2 separate regions of the Bos taurus genome follow, and region 1 is linked to region 2. A link is a contact called in public Hi-C data. All regions are on one chromosome and are shown on one strand. Each heading gives the region's core, a stretch centred on a gene start, on an enhancer-like site or on the middle of the called end of the contact. The rest is flanking DNA. Distances are from core to core; before and after follow the strand shown. Region 1 has its middle 17 kb from the start of TMEM14A. Region 2 overlaps TRAM2 (translocation associated membrane protein 2).

Region 1 (5,267 bases), core at 1,147-3,646, 92 kb before region 2:
TAACTGCACCCATGTCTGGAGCTGTTAGGGTCACAGTGCAAGTGAGATAGAACCCCATCCCCAATTTTTCTGTTTTGGGTATTAAGATCAGTGATACCACACATGCAGCTAGATGCAACTAGGAGACATGAAAAAGGTTAATACATTGTGGAGAGAGCAGGGAGAGCTCTCAGGCTGGCCTGAAAATGGTTTGCAAGAACCAGGTGAGGAGACTGGCTTGGTGTTTGTGATGCTGGAGTCTGATGCTGGGGTGAGTTCTTGGGAGCTGGAGCTCCATAGTGTGAACTGCCCGCTAGTTACAAAGGAGTATCTGAGCTTTCTATCAGTTTTGCCCAGATGTGGGGCAGAAAGGGAAGAGGGTATGGTGAGGCGTGAGAGCTATGAGCATTCGAACTTCAGAAAAAGAATCAGATCCATCATTGTAAGGACTGGAAGGTAGAAAAAAAGTAATAGGATTTGTGCTATTCTCTTGGGCCGCTTCTTCCAGTCAGAGAGGAGAACTCCTCTCCCTCGGAGTTTTTAGGTGCCTGTGGGCTGTTGCAGGCTGGATCATGTGAGAGATTAAGGAAAAGCAAAGGAAGGAAAAAGAAAAGTGGGGAATTTTCTCTGTTCTCTCTGAATGTCAGGAAGCCCTTTGCCATTCCTCATGTCAGAGAATTTAAATGGCATTTCCTGGAGCCTTCATTTCTCACCCTTGCCAAGGCTCCCCTCCAGGTCTGAGGCTGCCTTGAGACCAGGCCAGGGCATATTAGTGGGAAAAAAATGTCAGGTTCACTACCTTCAGTGGTATTTCAAATTTTGGTCTTTTCTCCAGTCAACCTAATGCTATTTGCTTTTCATGGTGAATACTTGCTCCATGTATTCTGTCCAGGTTTTATAGCTGCGTTCAGTGGGAGACACGAGGCTACCTACCCCATCTTACATAGAACTGGAATCTATCTAATTTCGCCTAGGCCTAGCACAAGAAGGGACTTACCAGATGTCCAGTGAATGAACAAAGTGAATGGATGAATGAATGAGGGTACAAATCAGTTACTTATGAATAACACAGAAATACTCATGTTTCCAAAGAAAAAATTTCTGATGACCATCAGTCAGTTCTCTCTCTCCTCTTCCTGGGAGTGTGAGGTATACAGAACAGTTCTAGCCTGTTTATGAAAAATACTTTTTCTTGTTGAATATTTAAATCAGATAAGTGTTTTAAAAACTGAAGTTGCTGTGTCCCTGGAAAGGATTTGGACTGCACAGATTTCAACGAACTTCCTTAAACTCTGTTACTTGTTCTAATATTAAAAGAAAAATCAAAATTGACAAAGGGCTTTCTTTAGTTGCATGTGTTTACAGCCTAGTTACTACCCAAACAGGCTAAAGAGTAGGTTTAAAAACAACAACAACAGCTCTACAGAGCTCTATTGCCCATTCATCTGTCTGCATATAAATTATTGGATCTATTTACAGTCCAAATGCTAGAAACCCCCAAGTACTTGAATAGCAGGCTCTTGTATTTCTGTCTCTTTAATCCTAGGCTGATCTGACCATTGCCAGCAATAGAATTTAGCTGGTGAGTCCAACGTGAAATCAACGAGGGCTGATCTTTTCCATTCTTGAAGTTGGCTTTGACAGGGACCACAGGAGTCAATGGGACCTCTGTGTGTGGATGGGATTCCCAGGAGAGTCAGGAAGGGACGGATGATTCATGAGATAAAACATCCCAAAGGGACTCCACTTCCCTTTTAATTTTGTGTCCATGTGAGGAATTTTGAAAACCAATGCTGCTGAAGACAAAATTCCCATCATGAGCTAAACAGGCTCCCTGACAGAGAGGAAACACAAGCTTCTGAGAACCAGGGTCCAATTCTCTTTACATAGAGGCCACACCGGTGAAGAAGGGCACCCAGCCAAGTAGGGTGCATGTTCTTTCAAATGGGACGGGGGCCTTGACCCCCTTCTGAAGAACCTTTTTCCACTCTGATTCCATAAGAATAAGTCAGTAATCTGCTCTGAGTGATCAAATGCCATTTTTCTCTGAGTCTGCTTGTCTCTGCTTCCTTTTTGTTCTGTGTAGCTGCTTCAGCTTTTTGAATGGCTTTTTCTGTCCTAGTTTATCACAGGTTTGAGTTGCATCCGTATCGGGAGTTCTCTCTTATGGTAGATTTGGCACCAACTGGAGAAGTTGAAACCCTCCCTAAGTCAGATCCAGTTCCAGGGAACCCCAGGGAACCATCCGTGCACTTTGGATGCAGTGGTTTGGGTTTTATCTGAGTTTTGTCTCATTTGCTGCAACCTGGAACATACTTGATTATGTAAGAAGTTTTACAAACATGGGTCTAGTCTGGCCACAGAATCCACTCCCTGCCCCCACCCTGCAATCTCGAAAGCCCAGCAACCTGCTGGGGTGCGTCCTCTGGGTCAGCTGCCGTCTAATCCAAGTTGACAACTTGAGAAGGGCTCCTGCAGGTGGACTTTCTACCTTTGAAGACCCAGGCCCCGTGGGGGACCACCCTGCTGCCACATCTTTCCGGCTGCTCCCTGGGAATGTTTTGTTCTTTCAGTTACATCTGGATCCAGCTAATGAAAACAGAATGTGACAGATAGTCTATGTTGGGGATTTTTCTGCCTTTATTCCTCCTCTCCTCCAAAATGCAGAGAAAGGCTAATCATAAATTAGCCTTCACCACAGGTATTGTGAGTCCCTCCAGTTTCCTCTTGTTTTTAGAGGTTTTACCCCTCTTGTAAAAATGCACAAGGACAGCATGCTTGTTACAGAAAAAGTAGGTAAAAAGAAAAACATCTTAAAATGATTTTTCAGTAAAAATATCAGGCTGAGGTATTGCCTGATACTTTGCTCCTTCCAGTCTTTCTAACTCAGCTCCTGCTCACTTTCATCAAGTACTGATCTTACCCTTCACGGGGACAGTGCCCCTAGCAACCAACATTTTTTTTTTTGTTTTATTCCTAAACTGCTTTAGTGAAGTTACTTTAAGAAAAGTGTTCTCCCAAACAAAATGCAAAAGAAACATATCCATGATAGAACAAAATATTTTAATGAACAGTTTAAACAACTCTTTTATAAGTGAGTTTCTGAATGGGCCATGGCACCGCTTCTTAGGGTGGCTTCCTCTGACCAGCCTTAGTCCTGATGTTACACGAGCCTGGGTAATTTGTCTCTTGTGGGTGACATCCAGAGTTCTCTATTTAGGCCCTCTGAACAGTGGTTCAGGCTGGTTGCCAGGCTGACCAGGCTCTCAGCTCCCAATCTGCGGGATGATGCCTTTTCTTGCACATTCTTATTCTATGCCTCTACAACCTCCTTTTCCCATTTTGGGGATGATAGTGTGTCAGGTATGAACCGCAAGTCATAAATTGAGGAAAGACCTTGAGGATTCTTTGTCTGTAAACAAACTTACTTTCTACTTCAAACCTCCATTTAATATGATGGTAGGAGTTTAATCTGTCCAAGTGGGTTTACACACGGGTACAGATCTGCCTCGTCTGGGCCACAGTCTATCCACGCTGGTATCCCGCAGTGGATGCCTGCTCTCACCTGGCCTTTGCACTGTGCAGGTCAGTGCTAAGTCATCCCTGACCCAAGGCCCCCAGTTCCAGCTTGCTTTCAGCTCAACCCTTTACTGCTTGGAGCACAAAGGTCTTCTATCGCGCATGGTGCTGGGAAAGCAGGAGCCTCCGTGGGGCTATCTATGTGCTTCATTTCCTCTCTGCTGTTTCATCTCTTTATTACATCTCTGCTATTCTTGGGTGCAGAGGTTTTGGTGGGCTGTGGCAGGCCCCATGTTCAGGTCAGCTACATTACTTGCCAGAATCCATGCAAAATGAAAACACCAAGCTGGGCAGGGTTGGGAAAGTCAGTGCCCCTTCCCGAGGGCCCACAGCGCCTGTCCACAGCAGACAGCCGATCCCCAAGGGATGGCAACCTTCATGCTGGTACACACTGCACACTCAGTCTCTGGATGAGTGGGCAAGAAACTCCACCAGATTGGTACCCTCAGCCTGGGACCAAAAGGCAGCTTCCTTGAATCCCACCCTCAAATGCCATGGGGTGGGCATACCCAGCCCTGCCACCCCCAGTGCCTGCACCTGTGCCCAGGCCCACATCAGGTGTGGAGGGAGCTAGCAGATCACAACACAGGAAGAGGGAGGTGACAGGGGCTGTGGCACCAGGGGACATAGGGGTGAGCAGTGGGGATCCCAAGCCAGACACAGTGGGGGCAGGATGCACAAGAGTCGCGGCTCCAAGCCCCTGGTGCGCGCTCCACTGTCCTGTGGTCTGGTTTACAAGTCACAGATTCAAAGCTAAAATTAGTAAGAATTTCAGGGCAGCCACTACAGAGCATTCGACCTAAGTGCAAGGGCCTTCTGGGAGCAGTGCCTGTGCACGACACCGGTCACACCACCAAACAGGCTGGCCTGTGTGGTCCGATGCACAAAAGCTTGAAATAGACTTCCTGTTTCTTATATCAGCCCTTCCTTGGTGCAGTGAGAATAAAAGCGTTCTAGCTGGAACTCCCTGGTGGTCCAGTGGCTAAGACCCTGCACTCCCAATGAAGGGGGCCTGGGTTCAAACCCTGGTCAGGGAATTAGATCCCACGTGCTGCAACTAAGACTCCACATGCCACAACTAAAGATCCCGCATGCTACAATGAAGATTGAGATCCTGCGTGCTGCGGCTGAGACCCAGTGCAGCCGAATAAATAAAAAAGATTTTAAGGGGTTCTAGTTGTTGCCTGGAGTAGAGTCAGAGGAGAGGTTTGGGTAGGGGACAGTGCTAGAGTAACAGGAATTATCAGAAAGGGAAAAACTCTGAATTCATACTTTTAAAATGTTTTCTCACCACACAAGTGTCAGCAGATCCTAACCCTCCTGGACTCCTGGCTCTAGTCCAGGCTCACTTGGGGGACACCAGGGACCTTTGCACCACTGTCCAGGCTACACCTCAAGCTGTGACTGGCATCCCTCCTGGGGGTGGGGTGGGGAGAAGTGGGAGTCTACTGCTGTCTAGCACCAGGGCAGCGCAGTGTGGAGGTTTTATGTCAGCCGGTCAAACTCTCTCAGAGGTGTATTTTTAAATCTAAACATGATCTTCAAAAGTGGGTTGCCACCCAGACCTGCAGTACTAGCATCACTTGGGAACTTTTTAGAAATGCAAGTTCTCAGGCCCGGGCCCAGACCCACAGAAACTGAGTCTCTGGGGGCGGGGCCCAGTGTTTGTTTTAACAAGCTCTCCAATGACTCTAACTCGCAGCCAAGTT
Region 2 (5,301 bases), core at 136-2,635:
GTGTGGGACCCGCTGTGACCTGGCTGCCCCGGTGCAGAGTTGCCCTTGAACGCGAGTGTTGCTCTGAGCCACTGTCTGCTGCTGCCTTTGTGTGACCTTATCACTGAAGTGTCCTTCAGACTTACTCAGACAGTATGTTTTGTGTCTAACGCGATTTCTAATTTTTTAAGAAGTCAGGCCTCAGACAGATGGAACATCTTCACCCCCCCTCCCCTTTTTTTCTCGCTACATAAGCCATGAAGGGGCTTATGTTCAAGTACAGCAGCCTGACCCAGGGAAGCAGGGTTTGTTCCAGTGTCAGAGGAGGCGGAGGGCGGGGGAGCCCTTTGGGGAGGTTTCCTGGGGTTGGGGGATGGGGGTTGACTGGGGAGGGGAGGAGAGAGGCTCGGCCTGTGCACAGCTTCATTTTGTTCACGAAGTTGCTTCGCTCACTGTACATAAGGGGCTGTCTGCGCTCCGTCCGTCAGGCGGTGGGTGCTGATGGATGTCAGTCATCATCTTTGACATGTGTCTGCCATCTCTGTGCTGGTGCCAGGCTCCTGGAGACAAAACGAGGGGATCGGGCCCTTGTCTGACCTCTCGAACCCGGGTGGAACCTTGGGGGTCTTCTTCCCGAGGCCCGTTGGTGATCACCCGTCATCTTAACAGCCCTGGCCCCCACTGCCTGTAGTTTACGTGGTCTACAGCAGAGGGAAGTAAAGCAAGTGCATCTGTCGGAACAGACCCCTGTGGTCACTGGCCCACGTCTGGTCTCTTAGTCCCACCGGCTTGACCTTCTGAGCTGCCCCGCATCCCTGCTCACCCTTACTGCTCCTCAACCTTTGCTCACACCCTGGATGTCTCCCCCCTGAATGGCTACAGTGAGTCCCAGCTTGGTCCTCGGCCTCCTGTCTGGCCTCCTCTGTGGTCCCTTCTCCATGGACGTCGTCTGGCTCAGAGCTGGGTCTGGGTCTCACTCCCTTCCAGGCCTCTGGTGGTGCCCACCTGAAGTCTGAGGAGCCCAGTGTGGCATTCCAGGTCCCCCTGGAGTCTGACCAGCCTTTGTCCTCCAAGCTCAGCGTGCTCCTGCCCTGACCCCTCATCGCAAACCACCCTAGTGCTTCCTGAACATTCCTCTTGCCTGCCTCCTGCTTTGTGTATGCACCCCCCCCCATCCCCTGTCTCCCGTTTTGTTGACTGACTCTAGCTTCTCCCTAGACGTCACCTCCTGTGTCACCTCCCATGTCGCACCGGCACCACCTGCTCTGAACACTCTCGCAGCCTCTAACAGTTCACGCCTCCTCACTGCCAGCCTCGGCCTTTCTCATCTGTTCATTCAGCCCGACTCAGACCGGGCGTGCGCTCTCTGCCAAGTGGGTCACAGATGGAAAGGTGAAGGTCCTGCTGTCACAAGGCCCGGAGTCCTGTGGGAGGGGCAGTATCCTTGGTGCTCTTGTGTGCAAAGGTACAGAGTGAGTCACTGTAAACACGAGATACGTGTGCTGGGCCTCAAGGCCCGAGGGGTGCTGGCCAGGCAGATGGACCTGGGAGAAGGTAGGTGTTCCAGGCAGAGAGAGGATGTGTGGAAGGGACAGAGAGGTTAGGGAGTGGGAAGTGGCTCTGTGTTGCCAAAGTCGGGGAGGTGGCTCAGGAAGGAAGTTATGGAAGATGAGTCTGCACTGGTCTCAGGGCCGTGGACACCCAGCGTTTGGATTTGCTCCTCGGCTTAGGAAACAGGGAGCCATTGCTTGAGTCCATTTTAATAATACTAAAAAACATGTGTATATGCAAAGGCAAAATCCGGAAAAATCATAGCAGACTGTCAACATCAATTATGTCTCTCCCCCAGGTAGCTCATGGAAGACTTTAGTTTTCAGTGTTATATCTTTCCCTTAATTTTTTTTTCTAACAGTAGGTGTATGTAGCTTTTAAATTCATCTAACTCCTCTCAGTTCTGTTTTGGAAAAAAACTTGAGATAAGAATTCTATCTGAATCACTAGATATCAGTGTAGGAAATAGTGCTAGATATCAGCTTATAACTAAATGCTGAATATACTTGTGGTGAATACAGTGGTTTTACCCACTGTGTAAGCCTGGAATTGAGAAAGCTTTTAGATTCCAGCAAGGGAAGTTTCGTCAGAGAAGAGTGGGACTTGGCTGGAGCCTCAGAGGATGCTGACGTTCATGTAGCACTTTACAGCTTGTGGGGTCAAAGGACAAAGTGTGCTGAGTGCTGACCTTGTGCCAAGCACTGCTGTGAGCACCTTCCTTGGGTCCCGTTATCCCGCCCTCCAAGCCACCCTTAGTAGGTGGATACTGTGGTTGCTCCCATAGTACAGACGAGGGAACTGAGGTCTGCAAAGAGCAGGGAGCCTAACCAGGCTTCCATTGGTCAAGAGGCCAGAGCCAGGATCGACAGCCCACCTGTCTGACTTCAGAGCCGGAGTCCTGACTCCATTTTAAAGAGAAGAAAACTGAGGCCAAGGGAATTCACATAACTTGCCTGAGGTCACACAGCTAGTAAATTGGGGAGCCAGGTATACACTCAGGATATTCTAAATAATCCATCTACTCACACTGATATTTCCTGATTCGAGTTCCAGGATGTTGGAATCCCTGGCATGGTGACAGGAGGCTGGAAGTTTCTGGGTCAGAGGGGTACATGAAACTCTTCCTACCAGGCCCCCTTCCTTGGAGATTCATGCACCACATAAACTTACCAAAGTAGAGGAACATCTCAGATCTACTGGCCCTCCCTTTCCAGTAGGATTTAGTAACATCCACAGGTTTACTCGGGCTTCCCTGGTGGCTCAGTGGTCAAGAATCTGTCTACCGAGACACAGGAGATGAGGGTTCGATCCCTGAGTCGGGGAAGATCCCTTGGAGGAGGAAGTGGCTTAGGAAAGTGGCAACCCGCTCCAGTATTCTTGCCTGGGAAATCCCATGGACAGAGGGAGCCTGGCAGGCTGCAGTCCACAGGCTCTCATAGTTGGACGCAGCAGAGCCACTGGGCACACACACACAGGTCTGCTCTGTAGACTGCCACCCTCCCGTCCTGTTAGAAAGAGCTGGGAGTGAAACAGGTGTGTGGACCGCTCGCACTCCTGTGACCGGTGGGGTGCCAGCTCTCAGATCTGGGGTTGAAAGTATGTGGGGAAGAGTCTGGTTTCTTGGATGGATGTGGGGCTTTGTCTCTGACCCCTTACACGTTTATTGACTCTTCCTGCTTTAGGATACCTGGAAGGGCCTACTGAGTGTCCCGTTTGCCACCTCTGTGACATTTTGTTTCAGTAAATCATGGTTCACTGTTAATTGTTACCTTATTAAACCCACCCCATACTTGTTAAACTCAAATTATTCAATGCACACAAGGCCACATTTCATACAATGGGTGTTAGAAGCATCTGAGTGTCACCACCTGTTATTTTTCTGTGATATGTGTTATTTTTTTTAAAATTGTGGTAAAATATACATAACATGGGTTTCCCTGGTGGCTCAGAGGTTAAAGCATCTGCCTGCAATGCAAGAGACCTGGGTTCGATCCCTGGGTTGGGAAGATCCCCTGGAGAAGGATATGGCAACCCATTCCAGTGTTCTTGCATGGAGAATCCCATGGATGGAGGAGCCTGGTGGGCTACAGTCCATGGGGTCGCAAAGAGTCAGGCATGACTGAGCGACTTCACTTTCACTATACATGACATACTAGTTAGTATCTTACCATTTACAATTTTTAATTTTTTAAATTGAATGGAAGATTCTTTAAATTCCATAGTCCTTTACAATTTTCAGAAGTTTCACACACATGACTTCATATAATCCCATAGCCCTTTTACCCCCCTACCCTGATATTTCCATTTAAGTGTACAGTTCCGTAGCATTAAGGACATTCCCATTGTTATACAACCATTACCAGAACTCTTTTAAATTTGTCATTGTTGTTTATTTGTTGTTTAGTTGCTCAGTTGTGTCCGACTCTTGAGACCCCATGGACTGTGCAGCCTGCCAGGCTCTCCTGTCCGTGGGATCTCCCAGGCAAGAATACTGGAGTGGATTGCCATTTTCTCCTCCAGGGGATCTTCCCGATCTGGGATCTCCCTGACCTGGGTCAAACCCAGGTCTCCTGCATTGGCAGACAGATTCTTTACTGTTGAGTCACCAGGGAAGCTCAAATATTTATTGAGCCCCTGCTGATTGAAGGTGCCTGGGACCTGGAGATGATTGAGACTCACGTGGAGTGCTCTGCCTCATGTGGAGGAGGGATAGGAAAACCAGTGGTCACAGTTCCTTGTGGCCAGAGTTGTGAGGGGCTCTGTCTGAGCTTGATCGCTGGGGGGCTTCTGCAGCTGGGGCGGGGGCCACGTTACCACCTCGTGCTGCAGGGCTCCCTGGCTTCCTGTTGGCTCCGTGCTGGTTTTCTCACTGCATCACTTCCTGGAGTGGCGGTGCTGCCTCTGCTCCTCGGAGCCCCAGGGAGGATTCAGGGATGTGCTTGTGTCAGAGCCAAGTGCTCGAGCCACATGGCTTGGGTGGGGGCAGGCGCGGGTGGGAGAAGGGCACTGCCACCCAAGCCAGCACTCCACTGAACCCCCCATCAACGGTTTGCCCAAATATAGTCTCCTTGCCCTTCCTCCCAGCACGCTGAAGCTAAATAGACGATCTTTCAGCTGTGATTAGTCCCAAGTGCCTTCGCTCCACTTTACTGCTAAAAAAAAAAAAAAAAGACCATGGTGACGTGGCCAAAGTCCCAGATGAGGGGCATGTATAAAACCAAACAGATCGGAGAGGCCTGGCTCCAGGGCGCAATTGGTTCTGTGCATTTCCATGGAGACCTCCGGGAAGTGAAAGGCAGTTGTGGTGTTCTTGTGCGGGTTTATTGGGATGGTTCACTCCCAGGCTCTCCTTCTCCTGGAAAACAGACTGCTGGTGTGAGGCTCGGCTGCCCTTGCCATCCGGGTGGGCACCCTGTTTCCCAACGTCATGTTGCCAGGTCGTGCCGGGCTTGTAAATACCCCAGAGCATGTACAGCTTGGGAGTGCAGACGTTGCTTTCACACTGCCTGGTTCTTTACCGGCTCCTCCACTTCACTAATTTAAGATCCTCAACTGTGCCCCACACAAGCTCAGTAAAATGGGAATGAAAATAATTGTGCTTATCTCATTGAGTTTTTTGTGAGCTAATAGTGCGTGTACATACAGCATTTTCACAGAGCTTGATATCAAGGACTCCATCAGTGTTCATTATTCATGAATACTAATTAATTCTGTGACCCTCACAAGCCATCATCAGGCAGCTGCTTTTCTGTTGTCTCTCATTTTCATATA

The links. A called contact is a pair of places that touch in the nucleus more often than the background predicts.
Region 1: a Hi-C map of liver shows a contact between it and region 2, with 9 times the contacts expected there. The contact joins two enhancer-like sites. A contact is called at or near these places in 2 of 11 Hi-C or Micro-C datasets (liver and skeletal muscle).

Annotation. Positions count from the first base shown.
Region 1 is chr23:25,036,435-25,041,701 of ARS-UCD2.0, reverse strand. No RefSeq gene overlaps it. Among named protein-coding and RNA genes, the nearest start is that of TMEM14A, 17 kb to the left of the region's middle. Within about 2 kb of position 2,396, at least 1 of the 102 cell types and tissues checked has an H3K27ac peak or open chromatin away from gene starts, as enhancers often do. A contact at or near this core is called in liver, where this site is marked.
Region 2 is chr23:24,943,750-24,949,050 of ARS-UCD2.0, reverse strand. The region is part of intron 1 of TRAM2 (translocation associated membrane protein 2); the gene reads left to right. Among named protein-coding and RNA genes, the nearest start is that of TRAM2, 12 kb to the left of the region's middle. Within about 2 kb of position 1,385, at least 24 of the 102 cell types and tissues checked have an H3K27ac peak or open chromatin away from gene starts, as enhancers often do. A contact at or near this core is called in liver, where this site is marked.